Linked DNA regions of Mus musculus: region 2 is linked to region 1. The links are chromatin contacts, called in public Micro-C maps. All regions are on one chromosome and are shown on one strand. The core of a region is the stretch at or near the end of the contact, and the rest is flanking DNA. Distances in the headings are between cores, read along the strand shown. Region 1 has its middle 64 kb from the start of Kcnj5. Region 2 overlaps Gm31871 (a long non-coding RNA gene).

What was found. Hi-C and Micro-C count contacts between places; a contact is called where the count stands out from the background.
Region 2: a Micro-C map of the G1E-ER4 cell line shows a contact between it and region 1. The contact joins two enhancer-like sites. A contact is called at or near these places in 8 of 484 Hi-C or Micro-C datasets (the Ba/F3 cell line, the CH12 cell line, the G1E-ER4 cell line and 3 more).

The regions. Positions count from the first base shown.
Region 1 is chr9:32,277,895-32,283,005 of GRCm38.p6, forward strand. No RefSeq gene overlaps it. Among named protein-coding and RNA genes, the nearest start is that of Kcnj5, 64 kb to the right of the region's middle. Within about 2 kb of position 2,812, at least 15 of the 459 cell types and tissues checked have an H3K27ac peak or open chromatin away from gene starts, as enhancers often do. A contact at or near this core is called in the G1E-ER4 cell line, where this site is marked.
Region 2 is chr9:32,605,177-32,609,852 of GRCm38.p6, forward strand. Gm31871 (a long non-coding RNA gene) reads left to right here. Exons shown (of 4, transcript XR_379224.3): 4 at 1,578-1,907. Among named protein-coding and RNA genes, the nearest start is that of Gm31871, 13 kb to the left of the region's middle. Within about 2 kb of position 2,260, at least 37 of the 459 cell types and tissues checked have an H3K27ac peak or open chromatin away from gene starts, as enhancers often do. A contact at or near this core is called in the G1E-ER4 cell line, where this site is marked.

The DNA.
Region 1 (5,111 bases), core at 1,562-4,061:
GTGTGTGTGTTTGTGTGTGTGTGTGTTTGTGTGTGAGTGTATGTGTGTGTGTTTGTGTGTGAGTGTATGTGTGTGTGTGCGTTTGTATGTGTGTATATGTGTGTGTTGTGTGTGTGTTTGTGTGTGTGTATGTGTGTGTGTGTGTTTGTGTGTGTGTGGGTGTGTGTGTGTGTGTGTGTGTGTGCACATAAGTGTTCAGGGTCTGTAATGGCACACATGTAGCGGTCAGAGGACATCTTCTAGACATCAGTTCTCTCCTTCCACCACATGGACTCTGAGAATCTTGTCAAGTTGTTATGCTTGGCGGCAAATACCCTTATCTACCGAGCCATCTCACTGGTTCTCATATATTAAAAAAAAGAAAAAGATAAAACTTTTGTTCTGTGAATGAGAACACACTGGCAAAGTGCCAAGTAAGGTTTGTTCCAAACTGAATAGCCAGGTGGCTCTCATTCAGGGGAAGGGAAGCGGAGCCAGTGTCCAGAAGGCCTGTGAATCGGCAGCAGCCTCTCCTCTGGCTGTTCTAAACTTGGCTTTTCTTTCTTTTTTTTTCATTCTTTGTTGGGTGGCAACAAAGGCAGATAGATGCACAGCTCCCATGCCGTTACAGATGCTGCCTGAGCAGTTCTTCCTCTGCTGTGCAAAGGCCCTGACCACAGGGTGGTAAGAGCATTAGAGGCAGCCGGTGTGGAAGAGTTAGTCTGTAAAACCTAGAAAGGCACTCCGGGAGAGAAAGAGACCCCTGCAGCGCATGCTTCTCATACAGGGGCTACTAAATGTATCTTGGTGGTTGTATGCTTAGGTATAATTGTCAACGTGACATAAATCAAGATCACCCAGCAAGAGACCCTATGAAGAATGGGCAAGTTTAAGTTGGTCCGTAAGCATGTTGGTGAGAGATGTTAAAATTACGTTACTTGGGGTGAGAAGACCTACCCTGAATGTGGATGGCACAGGTCCCCAGGCCTTGGGTACTGAGCTGAGTAAGAGGGGGAAATGGGCTGAGTATGAGTTAAGCGTGCATGGTTTATTTTCTCTCTGCCTTTGATGGTGGATGTGACTGGCTGTTTCCAGTTCCTGCGACCTTGACTTCCACTGTTACTTGGAATTGTTAGCAAAATCAATCCTTCTTTATGTAAGCTATTTTGATCAGGGTATTTCATCTCAGCAACAGGAAACCAAGCTAAGACAGCAGCAGGCATACACACTATTTTGGTGATCATCGGAAAAGAGTGCTAAGAACCTTTTCTCTTTCTGTTAAATGCTATTGTAGTGAGGGTTAAAAGTGGGGTCCCACGTCCAGCCCAAGGCTCGGGCCACTGGGCAAGGTGGGACACAGGAAGTTTGACTGCATGTACCCCTACTGCCACCAGGCAGGCATTGGCTGTGAGAAGCCACAGGACCTTGCTCTGGGAGGGTGGAGAAACACAGTCTGAGGTCCCCACAGACCTGCTGGAATTGGTTCGGGGTCCCCAGGGCCTGCACAGAGGCCAAAGATGACAGGTTCTCAGGCTGTTGGACACTGCAAAGGCCGCTTGATGTTGCAGAAGAGATGAGAACAGAGTGTGGGCCCGTGGGCTGGTTCTGGCCTGGGCTGAAGGGAAAAGGGCAAGAGGGGAGCTCTGGCTGAGTCCCACAGGGAGGAGAGCCCTTGGTTGGCTCCTGAGGGTGGCTTGGCTTGGTTTGGCTGATGGCAGTGGCTGGGAATGCAGAGAGGCCTCCCGTGGGAGATTAGAGGCACAACCCATTAGAGGGAGACCTGTTCCATTGCTCCAGCACTGCAGATCCCGACAAAAAGAGGCAGTCCATGGTTTTAAGGCATTTATTTCAGTGCCAGAAGGGGAGCTAAGAGGGTAGTAAAGGTAGAGAGAAGGAGAGAGTAGAGAAGAAGAGGCCAGCCATGGCTACGTGTGTGTGTGTGTGTGGGGGGGGGGGGAATGTGGAGAGAAGGGGAGCAAGAGGGCAAGAGAGAGAGGCAAGAGTAAGAAAGTAAGGATAAGAGAGTAAGAGAGGGAGGAGGTGGCAAGCAGCCCTTTTTATAGTGGGCCAGCCTACCTTGCTGTTGCCAGGTAACTGTAGGGGTAGAGTCCAAACAGAATACCAGGGACTTGAGGACGTTGCCCTAGTGACTGATGGCCACAGAATTATGGAGCTGGGGCCTCCTGTCAGGAGCCTAGTGTCTGGGAGCGTGGCAAACAGGTCTTCCATCCCTTGCAGAGCTATCTGCTGGTTCTCCAGGGTTTAAACCTAGCTCAATCAGAAAACAAGCTGCCTTTCAAAGTCCCACATTGTAGGATGGCTCTGGAGGCACCTTTTGCAGGGATGATAGTCTGATAAACTAACACTGGGAGGCCAGGTTTGCACATAGGGGCTGGGACACATCCTGGGTTTTGGTGTGATTCTTCGAAAACAGTAAGAAAATCACCAAGAAAGGAGGGCACTGATAATTAGGCCTTAACCATGATTCATTACTATTTTAAAACTCTTATTTGACACGTCTCCATTTTTTAAAAGAATTTTTCTATGATAATAGCCTTCACAGCAATTGTTAGTTTTAAAAATACTTATTTCCTTTTATGTGTATGATTTTGCTGTTATTAACAGGCTCACAATAGTTTGATTTTACCAATGAAGACTCAGGAGAAGATGCGGGAGTGAAACCCCACTATCTCACAGATGCAGGAGTGAAACCCCACTATCTCAGAGAGGCAGACAAAGCACTCAACTGACTTTCCTCTTCCACGCTATCTCAAAAACCTCAAACTAAATGTCCCTCCCGTCTACTTCCTGTGCATCTCTCTATCCGTCCTTCTGACTTCCTCTTACTCTACACGATTGTTTCCTGTGTTCACTCTCTGTCAATTGGTTGCTTGCTCTACCTCCTGACCCATGGTTGACTTTATTTAATCCTGTTTACAATAAACAGCAAGCTCTTGGATTAAAGGTGTATGATAGGGCTGAGCCACACCACAACTAGAAACAGGTTTTTCCAGCAAATAACACAATCTCAGGGCATACAATGTGATCAAATATCCTGCAACATGAATATTTTGCTTGCATGTATGTCCGTGTACTACGTACATGCTAATACATGTAGAAGACAGAAAAAGGCTTTGAATCCCCTGTAACTGGAGTTACATGTGGCTACGAGCTGCCCACATAGGTGCTGGGAATTAAACCCCCTCTTGTCCTCTGCAAGAGCAACAAGGGCTCCTAACCACAGCCATTTCTCCAGCCCCATGGTTGAGATTCTTGGTTTTCAGCCAGGAAGAGGCTTGGCTGCTGCTGTACTTTGTGGACCAGGAGTTTTGAGGTCCTTGGCATCTTCTTCAAAAGAACTGAAGAGGTGACACCAAAGGCAAAAGCAGCACATTTTATTTATTAAGACAGTAAGGAAGCAGCAGGCAGGCTGTCTAACTACAGGGCCCCAGAGCTCTGGTTAGGGTTTGGGCCTCTTTTTATTGAGTTCAGGAGGAGGAGGGGTTGGTTGCCAAGGTGCAGGTGGTCCTCTGCTTTGATTGATAGACTTGGGTTTTGTCAGTTTTTCTTCTTTGCACATATCCTTCCCTACCCATCTGATTTTAATCATAAACAGTATTGCCAACTATAGATGCCAACTATGGATGGGCATAAGATGGTAAGTAGGGATCCTTCTTAAAAGTTCACTTATAGGAAACAGCTTTCCTTACTGTGCATGTACCCAAGCCAGTTCAGGTTGGGCTAGTCCCATTCCCCCTATTCCTGGGCATGTTGGGAGACACTTCTGAATGGAAATGGGCATTTTCACAGGATGTCCACAGGAGTAACGCAGTCCTCTACTTGAAGTGAGATATAAAAGCAACTCAGCACAGTTGAGGGTCCCAGGCTTCGTGTGCATGGTTAGAAAAGGGGTGTGTGTGACTCAGTGCAGGTGCAGATCGCAGGCTGCAGGTGCATTGTTAAGCAAAGGGGTAAATGTGTAGTTCAAGCCAACTGAGATACCAAGTCACCTCTCTATTTGCTTACCCCAAGTTTAAGTACACTCCCGAGTGAGGAGCTCCGCTCTCTTCCCATGTCCCCATAGTCTTGCCTGTCATATTACCCGGCCTCAGTATGAAAAGAAAAAGGGATCTTTAGCTCACTTAATATATTGAATCTTTTCCCACTCCGTGGCTGATCATTTCTTCCCCTAATTTTTTTCGTATTTGTTTGTTTACTTTAGAACAAAGCCTTACATTCACTGTGTAATTTTCCTATACTTTTTAATGTCTGGCTTGGAGTTGTAGAACTTCTCGTGGGTATGGTTTGATACTTTGCAGCTGTGTAGTTAGAAAACGCAGTTTAGGTTCTCTGTCCTCCTTGTGTCTACTTCATTTGCATTCAGTTTGTTCCTGTACACAGCCTTACATAGTGATCCCATCAAAGAAGTGGGTTAATCAGCCCATACTACCTCACACCTACAGTGAGCTTTATATTTGGATCCGGGTAGAGCAAGCCTTTCAGACAGCCTCACGGTTTTTCGGATCTTTAGAATTGATCCTGTCCTGACAGGGAAAGTGGCCCAACTACTGGAATGACTTTGCTGAGCCTCTGACCCCTCTTAGATCTTTCTCTATCAGGGCTTTGTAACATGAGCTGGTGAGATGACACAGTAGTAAAAAGTACTTGCTACACAGGTTTGCAGTTCTCTAGTGTGAGATGGGGGGTGGGGTGGGGCTGAAAGGTTACTGGCCATTGAGCCTCATGGGCCATCAAGAGGCATCAAGAAGAGCCCTGCCTCAAATAAGCAAGGACCCTCCCCGAAAGCTGTCTTCTGACCTCCATGTGCACACCATGACACATGGCCCCCACGCATACACCCTCATCATATAGGCAAAAGATAAATTCCATCTTGTTAGGCTTTTCAACAGGAGAACTCTGGCGACTTATAGCACCAGTGCTTACATTTTGACACTCAACAAAAAGCTTATGAAGTAGGCGGAAGCTTTGTCTGCAGTGACTGAAAGCAAGCAGATGCAAGAGAGAGGAGAGGGCATTGGAGTGGAGTATAAGGTTTGCATTGACTTGGGACTATACCTGACCTCCAGTTGGCTCTATTTTTGATTCAGAGACTGGTTAGATTTAAAAAAAAA
Region 2 (4,676 bases), core at 1,010-3,509, 330 kb after region 1:
CAAGAGATTCTACCAGCAAAGAGGCCTTCGACTCCCAAACCCAACCCTCTCCCACCCTCAGAAGCATTTCTGTGGCTTGTCCTTGTTCATTTCCCTGGAGCCCTCCTGGTCTCTTTGTCTTTCAAGTACACCAGGCTTTTATCTTCAGCTAGCGTCTTTGCAGGAAGCATCCTTTCCCACCAGCTCTGACTGGGCCATATTCCCAATCCCCTCAAAGTCACTTCCTGAGAGATGCTCTGTCTGACTGCCCATATCACACTGGGTGCTTCTCGTATCATCTTAGAGAATGCTATGCATTCATTTCTAGAGTTTATCCCAGTGCTAATCACATGGAACTCTCTGGTAGGCTCTGTGACAGTTCAGATAGGAGCCTGGCTCTTTTACAGGCTCTGTTGTGTCCCTAGCACTTGAGTTCTGTATTGTCTTGCTTGCAGTGCGATGTAGGGCTGCTGACAAAAGACAGAAGAGGTATTTTGGATTGGACATGGGAGTCAGGACCATGTAGGATTTTGTCTCCAGCATCCTTTGCTGGAGTTCACTATTGATAGCAGCCACTTACTTTACCTTGAGCCAAGGACCAACTCGGAGACGCCATCCCTGTAACCATGGTATTTGCTTCTGTTTTTTTTTTTTCAACAAAATGCAACCTCTGGCTAAAATTCTCCCCCTTTACAGTATCAAGGAGAGAGCCCCTCTCTACCTCTCAACTGTCTCCTCCTCCCACCAGGCTGGCAGAGATTAGAAACATCAGGTGAACACCAGAACAGGGACAGTGCTGTCTTTGTGTGAGCATCATCTCTGGGCCAGAGAGAAGACTCAGGACAGGATAGATGAGCTCAGAGCTCATGGGAATTGGGTGGGAGGGCAGTAGAGAACTGCTGCACAAGGAATGCCCAGCCACTGAAGGAACTCTATAGGGCTGTAGGGCTACGGAAGCCCACATTGCCCCCTCCTTCCAGGCTAGTTAGGACCAGAATGAGGTCAGGTTCTCAGATCCATCTCATTGCCCACTTGTACCTGGCTAGATGCTATTTCTAAGCCAGTGCTCTTTCCTCCTGTCTGTTTTCTGTGTTCCAGCTTTGTCCTGTGCTCGTCATTGCCTGCCTATGGTCTCTAGCAATCACTATGTCAGGAAGCCTAGAAGCACACTTCCAATCTTTTTGTTCCCTAAGAGTTCCAGGCTCTGGGTCCAAACCACTAGAGCTCATGGACTTGGAGGGTTCGAGAGGAATGTCCAGCACTCCCCGGCTTGTTTTGTTTTCTCCTCTGTCTCTCCTTTTTTCCGTCTCCATCTCCTTGTCTCTGTCTCTCTGTCATCTATCACCAAGCCTTGTTTTCCCCTCCACCGTGATTTTCCTAATAAGAATCCTGAGGACAGGGGTCAGGAGGACCCTCCCCATCCTCTCCCCAGGCTCACAGAAAGGCTTCACACAGGCCAGGCTGATATCCCAGCAGCCCCCTCAGCCCAGTGGCTTTCTCTCCATCCTCCCTTGCTTTTGTCTGGGCTCTCTTTGTTCTGTCAGACTTGTGAGAGAAGGAAGTAGGTAATTTACTTCTTTCTGCCTTTTTTGTTTCAGGTGGAGAGGACCTTGGAACATCTGGGCTGAGCATTCTGGCATACCATTTTGCTGGCTTATCCCCCCCCCCCCCCCACACACACCCTTTTCTGGATGCAATATGAACAAGGCATTTTCATCTAACGTTTCAGTGTCCCTTCTCCACAGACATCAAGGGCTTTGGTGGATACCTGTGTTAGCAAGCTAAGGATCCTGTGGAAATGGTACGGGCAAGAACAAATGGCAGCAGAGGGATTTTTTTTATTAGCTATGCAATCCTGGGAAAGTTTCTTCTTCATTTCGAGGCTTAATTTCTCATTCATCAAAGAGAGGGGACTTAGCAATGTTTTTGCTGATGGCTCCTGTTTTGAGAGTTGACTCTATTAAAGTATCTAAACTTGGGAAGCAATGTCTAAGTTTTACTACTCATTTTGCCGATCTAGTCAGTCCTAAGCGCCTGTCTTCAGTTCCGAGCACTGTATGGGGCCTGAAGCCTATGTTGGGTAGATTCTTCACAGACCCGGTCTCCTCCCTGCCTGGGGTGGGAACTGATCCTTGCCTTTAGCCCTCTCCCCAGGAGCTGAGGCAGACATTAAAGGCCATCCTAGTCAGGAACTCTGCCTGCTGTGCGGAGCATCTGGCTGCTCTCAGATCTCTGTCCCGACCCTTCTGCTTGTCTTGTAGGATCACTTATCAGCCCGGGCAGATGAGGCTCTGCCTTCCTCTCTGGGGCCCAGGCCCCGCCTTTCTATCCATAAACACTGGAGCCCAAGACAAGGCAGCAACTTCCAGACCTGTAGCTGAGGCTTCAGGGCAAGCTCTTTCCGTCTTCAGCTCTGTCACACGCTGCAGATGGGGTCTGGGTCTGGGTCTGGCTGCCCTTGGTTCTCCAAATGTTCAGATGAACAGTGTGTAGTGACCAGGAAGTTAAGACATGTGTCACTGGCATACAGGAAGGGTTGTCCTTATCCTCTGGTTCCCCACCACCCCCCGGGCCCCACTATTCATTTCAAGCTCACCCTGTTGTAAAGTCCCTTTATTGTAGGGTTTTCCTCCACTTTCGGAGGTTAGGGCCTTCCTTTGCCTTTCAATGCATTTGAGAATCCACAGGTGGTGGCTGCATGGAGCCAGTGTTCTCCAACAGTGTTCTCGAACAGTGTTCTCCAACAACCTTTGGTGCTTTCTCCCAGGAGGGACTCCAGGCAGAGATTTCAGGCTTGGGGTGGGGAGGGTCCTTCTAGAAGCAGAGGACCTTTTAGGAGTTCCAGGCTTTTGGCAACCTGTTGGATCTCTCTTTGGATTCTTCTGTAACAAGAAGCCAATACCCAGTACTTAGGGCTCCCTCCACCTCCGTAGGGATTGGAAAGGTTTTACATATTCTGGTCAAGTATTCTACCACTGAGCTACATTCCGAGAACTTAGTTTCTTTTAAGAAAATTATTTAGAAGACGGTTCTGAGGGTAAGAGCCCTTAATACTACTGCAGAAAACTTGGTTCCCAACACCCACGTAGCAGTTTACAACTTAGCTCCATTTCCAGGGTTTCAGACACCATCTCTGGCCTCAATGTGATAGACACACACATTCAGGCAAAACACATGCATAAAATAAATATAAAGAATTTAAATTATTTATTACTCGTTTGTTCAGTTTTGAGACAGGGTCTCCTTCAGTTGCCTGGTCTCACTTTAAACTTGTTCTGTAGAAGGCAGGTCTTGAACTTAAAAACCTCTGCCTCAGTTTCTTAAGTGGGTGGGAATGCAGGCCGGCCAGCAGACTAGGCCTTCTTCATGTGGGCCTTCCTGTCTTCTTCCCATGCAGCATCTTTGACCCTCTGTTTTTTCCCTTCGTCTCTCAGAGCTCTCTGCCTGGCTTGTGACTTTAAGTAGCATTTCTAAGGTGTTAGGCTACTCCTCTATCTCTGGTTCAAACTCCCTGGTGATTCCAGGCTCTCAGAAGACCGAGAAAAAGGCACCGTGGGATCATATGGCCATACACAAGTCTGGCCTGAGCCATACAACCCTTTTCCCTCATCTCCCTCACACCACCATCTTGCTTCCACATGTCTGGTGTGGAGTCTGTCTGTTTGACATCTCGGTACCTGCAGCCCCCATAATGCCAGCAAGGCCTGTTTCCGCTTGAATTTACCCCGTGTTGCTTCCTCCTGGGTAAACCACCTCTGAGTCTCACTTGGACTTCCACAACGGCATCCTTCTCAGTCGTCCTGTCTCTGTGCTTGGTCTCCTGTCACGGAAACCAGAGTGAACGTGCAGGCTCAGCTTTCTTTTCTGGAAAGGTTTCCTCCTCAGAGGGCGTTGCTCTGCCTGTCCCTGCCCAGCCTGCCTATCTGTACATCTCCCCTCTGTTACCCAGAGTGACACCTGCAGCCTTTGGCATACTCTCAGTTTACTGACCTTTTTCTTCCTTCACCAGGACAAGGACTTTTTCTTTTGAGTCTCAGAGTCTGATGTCACACCACAGGTGCCCTGTAGTGGGCCCAACTGTTAACACACAACCCTGTCCTGGTTAGCTTTAACTGTCAACTTGACAAAACCTACAGTCACCTAGGAAGAAAACTCTGCTGAGGAATTGTCTAGGTCAGATTAGTCTGGGGGAGGGGTGCGGTTGTCTTCATTGTTAATGGATATAGTAGGCCCAGCCCACGGTGAGTGGTACCATTCTTAGGCAGGTGGCTTTGAATTGTATAAGAAAGTTAGCAGAGCATAAGCTGGCCAGTGAGCCATGTAGAAAGCGTTCCCCTCCATAGTTCCTGTTCTATGTCTTCAGTGGCAACCTAAGTTCCTTGGTTGGAGGTATTGCTGTGTGCAAGAGCAAGCTGGCTTTGTTGAGTCTCTGCCTTGCCTTCCAATGATGGAGTGTGATCTGAAACTTCCCTCCCTACAGTTGCTTCTGGTGATGATATTTTATTCCAGAAACAGAGAGGAAACTAGGACAGACTCCATTCTTAGTTGAGGTTCAGATGTCATAGCCTAAGGACTCTTGGGTGTAGCCCAGGATTGGCTCATATGCCATCTCAGGCTTACTCTCCAGGTCCTCATGACCTTGACTGATTTCCTCATTTAAGAGGTTTACTCATTTGCTTGTTCTTGGGGGAAGGATG